2 separate regions of the Arachis hypogaea genome follow, and region 1 is linked to region 2. The links are chromatin contacts, called in public Hi-C maps. All regions are on one chromosome and are shown on one strand. Each heading gives the region's core, a stretch centred on a gene start, on an enhancer-like site or on the middle of the called end of the contact. The rest is flanking DNA. Distances are from core to core; before and after follow the strand shown. Region 1 holds the start of LOC112750651 (protein FLOWERING LOCUS D). Region 2 holds the start of LOC112750644 (small ribosomal subunit protein mS80 (rPPR6)).

What was found. A called contact is a pair of places that touch in the nucleus more often than the background predicts.
Region 1: a Hi-C map of leaf shows a contact between it and region 2, with 4 times the contacts expected there. The contact joins the promoter of LOC112750651 here to the promoter of LOC112750644 in region 2. A contact is called at or near these places in 4 of 8 Hi-C or Micro-C datasets (leaf and an unstated tissue).

Annotation. Positions count from the first base shown.
Region 1 is chr15:129,099,184-129,106,107 of arahy.Tifrunner.gnm2.J5K5, forward strand. It overlaps LOC112750651 (protein FLOWERING LOCUS D), which reads left to right and starts at 4,536. Exons shown (of 7, transcript XR_003175951.3): 1 at 4,536-6,624. LOC140179316 reads left to right here. Exons shown (of 4, transcript XM_072218040.1): 4 at 1-19. The coding sequence ends at 19.
Region 2 is chr15:128,581,102-128,587,899 of arahy.Tifrunner.gnm2.J5K5, forward strand. LOC112750644 (small ribosomal subunit protein mS80 (rPPR6)) reads right to left here and starts at 3,319. Exons shown (of 3, transcript XR_011872233.1): 1 at 1,442-3,319.

The sequences.
Region 1 (6,924 bases), core at 3,286-5,785, 520 kb after region 2:
CTTACTGATGGCCTCCTGACCATTCTCCCAATGGGGCGTGGACTTGCTAGGACCCTTTTCGGTTGGGCCGGAGCAGGTCAAATACCTAATTGTCGCCATCGATTATTACACAAAGTGGGTGGAGGCCGAGCCATTGGCCAGTATATCCTCGGCAAACTGCCGAAAGTTCATGTGGAGGCAAGTAATAGCTAGATTTGGAATCCCAGAGGTCGTCATCTCGGACAACGGGACACAGTTCGTCGATAAAATGTTCGGGAGTTTCTTGCCGGCTTAGGGATAAAGTAGAAGTTCTCGTCTGTCGAACACCCCCAAACTAACGGACAAGTCGAAGCAGCGAACAAGGTTATCCTACAAGGTCTCAAGAAGTGACTTGACCAGAAGAAGGGAGCCTGGGCAGACGAGCTGGCATCGGTCCTCTGGTCCTATCGCACAACACAGCAGTCATCTACCGGAGAAACGCCCTTTCGGCTCATTTATAGGGTCGACACAATAATACCCGTGGAGATTGGGGAACCGAGCTTACGACTACTTTTGGGAGGAGTCAAAGAGGCTGTAGAAAAAGACTTAGTGGATGATACTAGAGAGATGGCCCACTTGTCGGAGACGGTGTTGAAACAAAGGATGGCCTTGCGTTACAACGCCAAAGTACTAAAGAGAGATTTTGAGCCGAGCGACCTAGTCTTGCGACGCAACGACGTCGGACTCCCGACAGCAGGGGAAGGAAAGTTGGCGGCAAATTGGGAAGGTCCGTACAGGGTGAAGGAGGTACTCGGCAATGGTGCCCATAAGTTGGAACAACTAGACGGCAAGGAAGTTCCCAAAACCTGGAACGCAAGAAACCTAAGAAGATTCTATTCCTAGAAATCGAAGCACACCCAGCGAGCAGGCGGCCTGCCGGTGTAGCTGGTTTAGTAAGACCCATATTACTTTATGTTCAGTTTACTCCCTACTAATTGTTTATATAGATGACAATTTACTACACTGATTGTCTCCCCTTATTTCAAACTTCTTGTTTAAAATTTTGATACACTGTTCAAAATTGTCAAATTACCTTGCCCAGCGAAATAAGTTAAGTCAATAATGATACGGCACCCCGGGACTGATCACCCCGGGAACCATTGAAGTCGCGAACACTACGACAAACGGCTATTAAACAAAGCCAAAATTCGGATGCTTAAACAAAAAAGCCACGACCCGGCTTCTTTAATTACCAACAAAACGGTAAACAAGTGCAAATAAATAGTCAATTACCTATGAAACGGTAAAAATGCAATACAATGGCTACCGACAAAGCGGTAAACCAGTCCATTAAACAAGAGTTCAAAAGTCTACACAAAATATTACAAGTCAAAACAAAAACACAAAGGTAAATCACTTCCTCGGGATGTCAACAATCTGACCATCCCGAATAGTCTTGAACGCTCCAATTGTAGAAGTGTCGAAGTCGGGAGAAAGCAGCTTGACTTGGGCTTTAATCGCCTCCTCGGTGCCATTTATCACCTCCTTGGCCTTCTTCACTGTATCCTTATTTTTCTTCTTCAAAACGGTGACCTCCTCCTTTAGACCGGTAGCCTGTTCCTTGGCACTCTTGGCCAACTTCTCGACCTCTTCGAGCTTGGCTTCAAGAGCCGTAATCTTAGTCTGAGCCGCAAAAGTCTCACAGCGAGTGGCGTTGAGCTGGGACTCCAGTGTCATCTCCCACTCAAGAAGTCAGGCGACCGTCACGTCGGAGGTTTTCACCTTCCCCTCCGACTCAGCTAACTTTTCCTTCAAAGTCTTAACTTCCGACTTCAAGCTCTCGACCTCCCGAACGGATTGACGATACTTTCCGTCCAAAGTCCCAGCCCGAGTCAGAAGAGGCTCAGCTTTCCTAGCAATTGTAGCTGCCCTCAACATACACCGGTACATCCAGCGAGCCTGAGCACCAAAATCCCCATCATGAAAGAACTCGTCTGTACCAAGCACGAGCTGAGAATCAATAAAGCCGCCAGCATCGAAATTTTTCTCCATCACAGTGAGTGAGCCCTCGGGACTGGAGGCCGGCTTCCGTTTGTGAGGGTTCTCGATGATCGTGACATCGGGACCCTCTACAATCGGCTCGGCCTCATGAGGAACCACGCCACTGCTGCTCGGTCCAGTTGTAACCATTGGCTCGGCAGATTTTGGTGGTGAAGACGGAGTTGAGTGCACCTCGGCATGAGGGGAGGCCTCCTGCTCGACAAAATGCGTAGCAGAGTTATCATCACTCACTTCAGGGAGGGATTGGGCCATTAAATCCTCAAGGCCAGTGCGCTCGGTAGCCATGCTTACTGCAATCAATAGAACAACTCGTTAGACCGGTACATATATATATATATAAAAGAAGAGGGGGAGGGGGACAACACTACCAAACGACCACTTACCCACATAACTCCTACTCGTCTCCCGATCACCCATTAAGAGATGAGGATTCAGATTACTTTTATTAAAGATGGCCAGCAACACATCGGCGATGTTTTTGTCCTGCTAGGTCAGGCCCTTGTAGGTTACCTTGGTAAAAGCATTAGACCCGGCCCCGAAGCTCCAGTAAGTCGGGATCCACCGCTCACCCTCCAAGGTTAGCCAGAAAGGATGCACTCTCTCGGCAGGCCGGACCTTGAAGAACTTGTCCTTAAGGACGTGAAATGAATCTTCAAAAGTTCCGAAGATTCGCCTCTCCCCCGAGCAGCCCGGAAGGACATGAACCCCTTCTTGTACCTCCCCTCTTTAGAAGGATTCATTAAAACAAATAACTAGAGAAAACCTCCACCGAGGCCGGCAAGTCTAGGTATTCACACGTCATTTGGAAACACCGAATTGCGGCTCAACTGTTCGGGTGCAACTGCGACGGGGCCACGTCGCACCGGTTTAAGAGTGCCATCTGGAAGGGGGAGAAGGGGATGCGAACCCCCAAGACAGTGAACATCGCCTCATACAGCCACATCCAGTCGGCAATTCGGGGCGTATTAAGGTTGAGTTGGCATAGGCATTCATGAGCGGCGGGAACAAAGGCTTCGTAGCGCGCCTCCTCATCATCGCCCCCACAAAGCTGGTCGCGGACACGGAACTCCGTGAACTCCTCTAATGTCATTTGCGAAGGGGTTCGCTTCACATTGGAAGTAACCCACACATATCTGTCGACAGGGGGTCTCGGGAGGGGAAGTTGCGCCATACCTACGGTGGGGGCACCACAAAGTTAGACTGCCAGGCCGGGAAGTCGGGAAACCTAAGAAGATTAAACTAATGCTACTCGCACTAAACGCTACAGTAAGCTTATTTGCAGTTAAAGAAAGGATAAATCTACAGCCACCTAAAGATCAGAAATCGCAAACCTAAATGGCAACCCCCCTAACTTCTGCCTATCGCTACCAAGCATGCAAGACCAACATCTAATCCAAATAAACGCGAACGGGGAAAACATGCAGTATACAAGTGCAACAATATCAAAAAGCATCAAAGGCAAAGAAAGACTTACCAGGATGATGATAATCGAAAGAAGCTGGGGAGTACTGCAGAGATTTGGACGAATCAGGGGCGATTGAGAACGAAGAACTTCAGAAAATGTGGAAAGGAAAGGAGGAATGCGTAACAGATATTTGGGAGTGACAAACTGAAGTAATAAGGCAAGGAAAGGAAAAACAAAGCGAAGTGTAACTACAATGGAGAATCGCGAAAGACAGGGACAAAATGGACTTTTTCCCATGCTTTCAAATCACCCATAAATGCACTTAATGGCAGTCGCGGATAACGAGGCAACAAGCGGCGATTCCCCAAATCGACGAAGCTATCTCGCGCATAAGAGACACGTCCCAATTACGAGCGACCGACCCCACGACGAAACAAAAGGCTCAGAACGCGCCAACAACGGTACTCCCGGCCCTAGCTGGCGCGTTGGGGGCACTGTTACGGCCCGGCCCGGCTAGCATAACGCCCCGATCCGTGCGTCCGACCCAACTGTGACATCGGACCCGAACCGGGGAACTGACTCGGACACCTGTCCACCTGTAACCCATCACAAGACAGCTGGGGAAGGAAGCTTCCAAGAAGGTGGGACTGTCCTCGTGGGACCCACCTCACTGACAGGGTATATATGGGAGGGCCCTACCCCTCCCCCACAGTACGTCACTATCCCTTAACTCTCACTGCCACTTATACGGTCTCTGACTTGAGCGTCGAAATCCTTTTTGCAAGTGGCTCCCCCCTTCTAAACACAACTGCTCGCGAGGTTGTGATGTCTGACTCTCCTCCCTCCTAGTCCACAGTCCAAAAGATCCGTCCGCTCACTATCAACAAAGCCGAATTCCCTTCGTCAATCACCCATTTAATCCACCCGGTCCGTTTGGCATCCGACCAACCGAACAAGAACAAAAGAACCTTGCAACAATGAAAAAGGAGTAGGGTGTAATTACCAATGTATATATAGAATATGATTGTAATTTTAATAGAAATAAAGACACGTGTCAATTGGAGAAATGCCAAAAACAGTTGAAAAATAGACAGGTGTTGAAATATGTGAAGGGTGTTACTGTTTTGCAATATAATAAATAGATAGATAAAAATAGATAGCGATTATTTACGAGTTAAAAATCCATCTCCGTGCCCAGTGGCGTTTCCAGTGTTTGAACCGCCGTTGGTCCGTCAGACATTGAACAATGGTGACGGCATACGGATGAGCTATTGAGCTACGTGGATACTGGAATTTCGGTCACAAACATGAAACAACACTTTTATTTCCATTATCTGTGAAATTCGTCCATCTTTGGAAGAGGAAGAAAAAAATAAGAAAAAATAAAAACCTTAAATTAAAATTATAGCACTACGAGATGGATTCCCCATCCGAATTTTCTTCCTTCCCCCCATCCCAGACCCAGTTGCCTCCTCAACAAAACCCTAACCCTATCGTTTTTTTGGATCCCAACTCCGATTCTTTCCCAAACTGGGCTGAAAACCCTAACCCTAACTTGCACAACTATCTTTCCTTCACCGTCCCGAAGAAGAGGAGGCGCGGCAGGTCCCAACGCAACCCGGCGTTGTTTCGCATCCCTCTCAACCCCAATGACGCTTCCAATTCTAACAACAACAACGGTTTCTCGTCTTCCGCTGCGGCAGTCCCCGTTTCGGCTCCTTTGTCGAAAGTCGTCATCGGAAACCCGCCGCCCCCGCCGCTGTCAATGTCGATGCAGTACTCGGTGCCTGACAATTCCGATGAGATTATTGTGATCAACAAGGAGCCGAAGACTGAAGCCTTGATTGCCCTCAGCGCCGGGTTTCCAGCCGATTCGCTAACCGAGGAGGAGATCGAAGCGGGGGTTCTCCCGGTCATCGGAGGGATAGAGCAAGTGAACTACACTCTCATTAGGAACCATATAATTGCCAAATGGCGCGAGAATGTGTCCCAGTGGGTCACGAAGGAGATGTTCGTTGACTACATACCTCAGCATTATCACGCTCTTCTTGACTCCGCTTATAACTACCTCGTCTCGCATGGATACATCAATTTTGGAGTTGCACCCTTAATTAAGGAAAAAATTCCGTTGGAAATGAGTAAACCGAGCGTGATCATCATCGGCGCTGGCCTGGCCGGATTGGCGGCTGCTAGGCAGCTGATGCGGTTTGGCTTTAAAGTAACGGTCTTGGAAGGGAGGAAGCGCGCCGGCGGACGAGTTTATACGAAGAAGATGGAGGGAGGGAATAGGGTGTGTGCAGCTGCGGATTTGGGCGGGAGTGTTTTAACTGGTACCTTAGGGAATCCTCTTGGCATTGTGGCAAGGCAGTTAGGTGATGTGCTTCATAAGGTAAGGGATAAGTGTCCACTTTATAGTCTCGATGGAAAGCCAGTTGACCCTGATATGGATGTAAAGGTGGAAAATGCGTTCAACCGTTTGCTTGACAAGGCAAGCAGGCTTAGACAGTTGATGGGGGAGGTATCTATGGATGTGTCCCTTGGTGCAGCATTGGAAACGTTTAGGCAAGTGTACAAGGATGCGGTGAATGATGAGGAGATGAACTTGTTTAATTGGCATCTAGCCAATTTGGAGTATGCGAATGCCGGTTTGTTGTCCCATCTTTCGCTAGCGTTTTGGGATCAAGATGATCCATATGATATGGGAGGGGATCATTGCTTTTTGCCTGGAGGAAATGGGAAGTTAGTTCAAGCTTTGGCTGAGAACGTGTCTATTCTATATGAGAAAACTGTACATACTGTTAGATACAGTGGTGATGGAGTGCAGGTTATTGCAGGAAATCAGGTCTTTGAGGGTGATATGGCATTGTGCACTGTTCCACTAGGAGTGTTAAAGAAGGGGTCCATCAAATTTATACCTGAGTTGCCTCAAAGAAAACTTGATGGAATAAAAAGATTGGGTTTTGGTCTACTGAATAAGGTTGCTATGCTTTTTCCTCATGTATTCTGGGAGACAGATCTTGACACTTTTGGACACCTTACTGATGATCCAAGTCGCCGTGGGGAGTTTTTTCTGTTCTACAGTTATGCCCCAGTTGCTGGTGGTCCACTGTTGATTGCTTTAGTGGCTGGGGAAGCTGCACATAAGTTCGAGAGCATGCCCCCAACAGATGCAGTCACACGTGTTCTTCAAATTCTCAAGGGTAACTCCATGAAAACTGTAACCTAGATTTCCATTCCCCTCATAATTAGATAGTAGATTTTCTGGATACCAATGGTACCTAAAAAAAGGGGAAAATGAACCACAAGATAAGAAGTTGCAAGTCTGTCTTCGAAATATTTCAAGCAGCTGGCATGATTTCCTGAGTTCCTTGTGTGCTTTTGGTTGGTCTATTTATTTTGTGCAAAATGTATAAAAAGCTAAACTGGATCATTGTTATAGCATGGAAACTCCACCACTAATTATATTGTTAAAGTTTATTTGCTATTTATGTAATTATAAC
Region 2 (6,798 bases), core at 2,069-4,568:
ATCTTTTTTATTTTATTTTTTTGGTCAGGAGTCAAGTATAGTATAGCTATAGCAGTTAATGCCGGCAATAACAAGAACACTATTGAAATTTGACAATGAGACAAACAGCCAACAACACACCACCATTTCAACCTTCTAAAATATGAGAAATAGCTATGTATTACTCGCTTGCAGGATTATAGACTTGGATAACTATTGTACTAATCAAGGTCAATTAATTTTTTCACTTGCGGAATCAGATCCTAGTAACAAGTAGCAGGTTGTCTATCCCCTACCAAATTCCTATTCCATCTTAGTTTTGTTGTTAGTATGTAACATATATATAATAATTTCATTAAGAATATTGGAAGCCATTCAACAAACTAACAAGATCTCTAGTTAGCAACTCAAGACAAATACCACATCATCTTAATCCTTCGTAATTTTCCGATTTTATTTAAACATGAATCCTCAAATAGACACATTCAAAATTCAAACCAGAAACTTAGAATCAGAGTCCTCAAAAAACATAAACTAAAAAAGAAACATACTAGTCATTTTAAAAGAAACTACAAAGCAGCATCTATTGAAAACACTCGTTATCTAAAGCAAATAATATTTCAAGTTTTAGACACAATTGGCATAACCTCTACAGTTTTAAATACAAATAGTAGTTGGAATTTGGAAGTTGAAACATTCAATTTCCATTTCAATATAATTTAGCATCAATACAGCACCATATTCCTCCCTGCCTTCCTTGTTATGAAACCATTTCTATCCTTTGTTTCCAAAAGCTATTCATGCAGCAATTTATTTTCCTATCTTAGTAACCAAATACACTTCTACGGGAAGGAGATACTCATATTTTGTACTTGGGATATAAGCCTAAACTAGGGTGCATTCCTAAGTTCTGAAAATCCGGAGTGAAATTACTATAGAAATAAAATATTCAGTGTTAAGGATTAAAAAAAGAATTCAGATAATTGTATTATTCAATTGTAGTAAATCACACACACATGAAATAGTTCAAGATGTCAAGCATCTTTTAAAACACAATTATATCGTGTATAAGGGAAACAAAAATAACAGTTTAGGTAACCAACTTTTTTTTAACTAACAATTAGCCAGGTAGTGGATTGACAAATGTTAAGAGAAAGAAGGAGAAATTTAAAAGGAAAGATAAATGTCGGCAAATTGTTGGCCGTAAAATGTTAGTTTCCAATTTTTTACATCATTATGGTGAAACAAGGAACGGAAGCGTAGAAAACTAAGCACCTGCTTGAAAAAGGCCATGCAAGTAAAGTTAACACATCAAATTCAGTTCACTACCAACCATTACTTCTGAACTTTTATGCTCTGAATTGTTTTTTTGCATTAAGATTGCAACCTGCTGCCACAACATGTGATGAGGAAATTGCTAATAAGAAAAGAATTACAAATATTAGACATTGTTTCATGCTACCTCAAAAAAGCGCCAATGATTATGCTGCTGAACCAGAGTTTCCAGCCTCCAAAACTTCCTTTTCCATCTCCTTGACGGCCCTAATCAAGGCCCTAGTGATACCCTTGAGATGCAACCCATTCTCTTTCATTTCCTCCTGTAGTTTTTCCGCCATTTCCCAATCCAAAGCCTTCAAACATAGCGACTGGATCAGCTTCTCGTATTCATCTGCACTAGGGCGGATGCCAAAATCCTTCATCTCAGTCAACAACTCCAAAGCCTTATCAAACTGTTCCAACTTACAATATCCACGAACTAGTGTGTGATACATCACAGGGGTTAACTTAGGATGCTTCTTTTTAGCCTCTTCCAATATGTTCCTAGACTCTTCCATCTCACCACCATTTGAATAGCCACTCATAAGAACAGCATAAGCGTACAGATCCGGCTTCAAACCCCTACTCTCCAAGAGCTTCATCATCTCCACAGCTTGTCCCATCTCCCCAACTTTGCAATATCCAGTAATCACAAAGTTGAAAACAGCATTTCCAGGAGGTGGACCATCTGCAATCATTTCCAACACCAACTTCTTTGCTGCATCAAGATCCTTAATCCTACACAAAGCTCTAACCACTGCGGAAAAAGGCTTTATCGCACGGTGCCTCCTCTCTCCTTGTATATCCGCCAACACCTTCAAAGCCAATCCAACAGTCTCATTCTCTTGACACAATTTGCCAACCAAGAAGCTAATACAAGACAAAGGTAACTGCTTCCTTTTCTCTTCCATTGCCATATACACTTCATGTGCTTCTCTGGCCATTTTCCCCTTACAAAACCAAGACACCATGCTACCAATTTTCTCTACATCTTCCAGCACCATCTGTGAATCAATCATCTTTCGACACACGGACCAAGCCAAATCGAAAGCTTTCCGCCGGCAAAGAGCTTCGACCGTGAAGTAATAACTGTCAGCATTCGGCACAATTTCGAAATCCTCCAATTTATCAAAGACCTCGAGTGCAGCCTTTCCTTTTCCCAATTTCGACAGCGAAGATATCAACTCGTTGAGAATCCCTACGTTCAGTACACCCTTCTCTTCCTCACCAATATGCCGAACCAAATCCCACAGAGAGTATATCTCTTTCTTCTTCATACCTTGGCACACCTTTGACACCACTGTTTCCAACGCAGAGGGGGATACCTTAAACGACTTGTCGTTCCGGGCCCAGTTAAAAAACCTAACGAGATTCTCGCCCGAAACGGACGGGATTTCAATTATTCTGGCGACGGAGTTATGATCCAGAGCTAAACACATGTCGTTAAGAGATGACTCAAACGACCTGTCGCCATTACTTTGTAGAAGAACCCGCAGGGATTCTAATCTCTCGTCGTTGATATCGTGAATCTCTTCTTCTATTTCTAGTTGTCCTTCTCCTTCTTCTAATGCGGCTTCTTGTGGTTCAGTCTCATTGCAGAGCGGAACGGCGTCGTTTTGCGGACGGTCGTCGTCGAAGGTGATGTCCGTTTGAGGAGAGAAGAAACGGAGGTCATTGGGAAGGAAGAAACGGGAAACGGAACGGGGAGAGGCGGTGGAGGAGGGAGGAGTTGGTTGGGGTTTTAATGGAGGTTGGGTGGGTATGCAAGATTGTGAGAGAGGGAAGTTAGGGATTCGCGACGCAATGATGCAGTTGCGTGCAGCAGCATTTCTTGCGAGGATCAATCTCCACGATGACATCTCTTTCTCTTCTTTCTTCCTCCTCCACCTTCTTCTTCACTCTTCAGATGCAGCGGCTTTCGGGGGTTTTAGGATGCTGCGACTGCGACATTGTTTAAAATTTTTGGTTGGGGGACATTTTTTTTTAATTTGGTTTCTTTTTTTTTTTGGGTCGAATTCGTGGCTTCTTTATTTTTGTCAGGGAACTCGTGGCTTCTTATTTAATATTACTCAGTTATCCCATTATGGGCCTAGCCCAAGTACAGTGCAAATCAGACAATTGGGCAGTAAATGGCCAGCTGGACAAGAATAAATAAAAATATTGGAGTATCAAAATGTAGCTAAAAGTTGTACGCCAAAAAAAAAACAATGTAGCTAAAAGTTTACGTCATTAATAAAAATAACTTTAACATATACAAATAATAAATAAACTCGTAAAATATTTAAAAATATGGCAAAAATGTTAAATATTAAATTTTTTTTCAAAAAAAACTTTAAAAATAAAATTTTTATACAATTTTGTAAGCATTTTTTTTATATTTCAAACTTACAAAGGTCCTAACAAAAAAGGTGAGTGACTTACAAAATAACCATCTATCAACATACATAATTACATCTAAATAACATGTAAACGAAGAAAACACAAAGATCAAAATAAAATCCAAAGAAATATAACATCAAACATGCAACAAAGACAACATAAAATATAACTAAATATCTACCTCTTGCTATTAGTTCACCTCGATGTATGTTATCCACCTGATCTTTCGTTGAATATTTTGTGTGTTGTACTCCTTGACTTTCTCATCTCTGCTTCCCTTGAACTCTTGTTTGACCCTTTTTTCTCCTTGGCCTTAGATTACATGTGTTGTCTTTCTTTTGATTTTCTGCTTTTGCAACATACTGTAGAACTAGATCCTCTTCCAACTCATCAAATATCATACTCGCCTCATCACAAACTCTCTTTGTGATCATTGCTTCCTCATAAAATGAGTGTTCATCCTCTTTCTTCTTTTGTTGTGTGTTAGATTCACTATGCTCCTCTATCTCATCCGACCTTGAAGACGTCTCTCATTAATACATAGAGGGCTAGAGGCTGAGTTCACCTCGTGATGCACATGGTTATTTGTAGTGAATGGCCCAAATACTAGTAGATAAGGACATGAGAAAGCGATGGACCCATCAGATAATTCCACTCGAATCTCTTCACCACCGCAACCCAACAACATACCACACTCCTCTACATTTTTATTCAACTCATAATATTTATTTCTAAACATCCACATCTCTATGTTATCATAACCTCTCTCCATCTCCTTATTACTCCATTGAATCTCGTTGCATTATATTTGGAGAAAATAAACACAATCACAGCATGCACTAGAACCAAAGTCCCCCTTCGCCATCGTAATTTTTCTCCATTAATTCTTCTCCCAGTGGGTTCCATGAATAATCCCTTCCATTTCCTTCTTAAAAAAAAATATATATATATATACATAGAAAGGTACCTTTGAATTCATCGTCTTCAACTCCCTGGTTTTTTCAACCTCAAATTGCTTCTTCCGACTGGTATCACACTCCTCCAGACGCTCCCCATCACACACTAGATCATCCCCGGATGCACTTGTGCACTGTATATTTCTCGACTAAACTCCTTGGCAAATACTTTAATACTCAGAACCATTTGCCTTTTTAGAGAGCCATTCTTGAATTGGTTTCCACTGAAAGCTATCCGCCGATATTCTAGAAACACTAAAAGAACTGTTTTCTTCCGTTGCATCATCCGTAAAAACTCTCTCTCCCCAAATTCTTCCAATCTTCCAATGCCAGTTTTGATAAAAAGTTTAATCAAATTATTTTTTAAAAAATAGTTTAACAATAAATGATTATAATAAAAATAGCTTATAAATAAATTATTTTATGTTTAGATTTTTAATTTTAAAAATATATATTTTATAAAAAAGTTATAAAATTAGTAATATTATGAGAAGTCATTTTTTTAAAATGTTTTATAAGTTTTTAAATAATTTTTTAGAATATTGTAATTTTGTTTTAAAAATTGCACCAGACATTAATATTACTATTCTTTATAAGTTAAAACTCAAAAAAATTTACTTTTAAAACTTTTCAAAACGAACCCTAAATGTTGGGTATGTCTAAAATGAGCTCAACAATTATGTACTTATTAAATAAGCCACACTCATATAGACCATTAGATTTTATTAGATGAAAATCAAAGACTAATATAAAAGAAGAGCATTGATGGACTCTGATAAATATAGAATATCCTAATACATAAATAAATGTTTTAAATGACAATACTTTAATACACAATACTTTAAACGGCAAGAGAATCTTTTATTCTTAAATAATTAAATATAAAATATATAAATATAAAATATTTGAGTATTTTTTATTTATTAAAATTAATTATTATACAAAAATTTTTTATAATATTAAAAAATTATATTAAAATAATATTTTAAACTATAACATAAAAATATAAAATAATTAAAATTTTATTTAGAACGAAAATATAAAATAATTATTTATTAAAACTTATACTTCTTGTATTTATTCATTTTATATTTTTTAGAACGAAAAACTCTACTTTTATATAGTAAAATATGTGATAATCTTCTTATTATAACACACACACATATATATATATATATATATATATATATATATATATATATATATATATATATATATATATATATATATATATATATATAAAAGTAGAGTTTTTCATTCGACGGGTCGGCCCGACGGACTCAACCTGTTTTGCCACCCCTAATATATATATTAAGAAGATTATCACATATTTTACTATATAAAGGTAGAAATTTTTTGTTCTAAAAAATATAAAATAAATAAATACAAAAAATATGTTTTTTATTCATTAAGATTAATTATTGCGTAAATTTTTTTATAATATTAAAATTATATTTTAAACTACAGTATAAAAATATAAAATAATTAAAATTTATTTTATATTACTTACAAATAATTAGATTATTATATTTAAAATTTATTAACTAATTACTTTGTTAAATATGTTATTATATCATATAATTTTTTATCAAAATATTTGTAAAAGTAAAATTTATTTAAAACGTTATAGATAATATATAAAAATATTAAATTTTTTATTTAGGTATGTATTTAAAATTATATTATTTATTCTATTTTTTTAAAAAAAATTAAAAAAATAAAAAATTAATGTTTTTATGTATTATATATAATATTTTAAATAAATTATATTTTTAAAATATTTTTATGAAAAATTATGTTATATAATAATATCTTTAATAAAAGTAGCTAGTTAATAAATTTTGAATATAATAATCGAATTATTTATCAAGTAATATAAAATAAAATTGTAATAATTTTATATTTTTATGTTACCGTTTAAAATATTATTTTAATATAATTTTTTAATATTATAAAAAAATTTTGTATAATAATTAATTTTAATAAATAAAAAATATTCATATATTTTATATTTATATATTTTATATTTAATTATTTAAGAATAAAAGATTCTGTTGTCGTTTAAAGTATTGTGTATTAAAGTATTACCATTTAAAGCATTTATTTATGTACTAGGATATTCTATATTTATTAGAGTCCATCAATACTCTTCTTTTATATTAGCCTT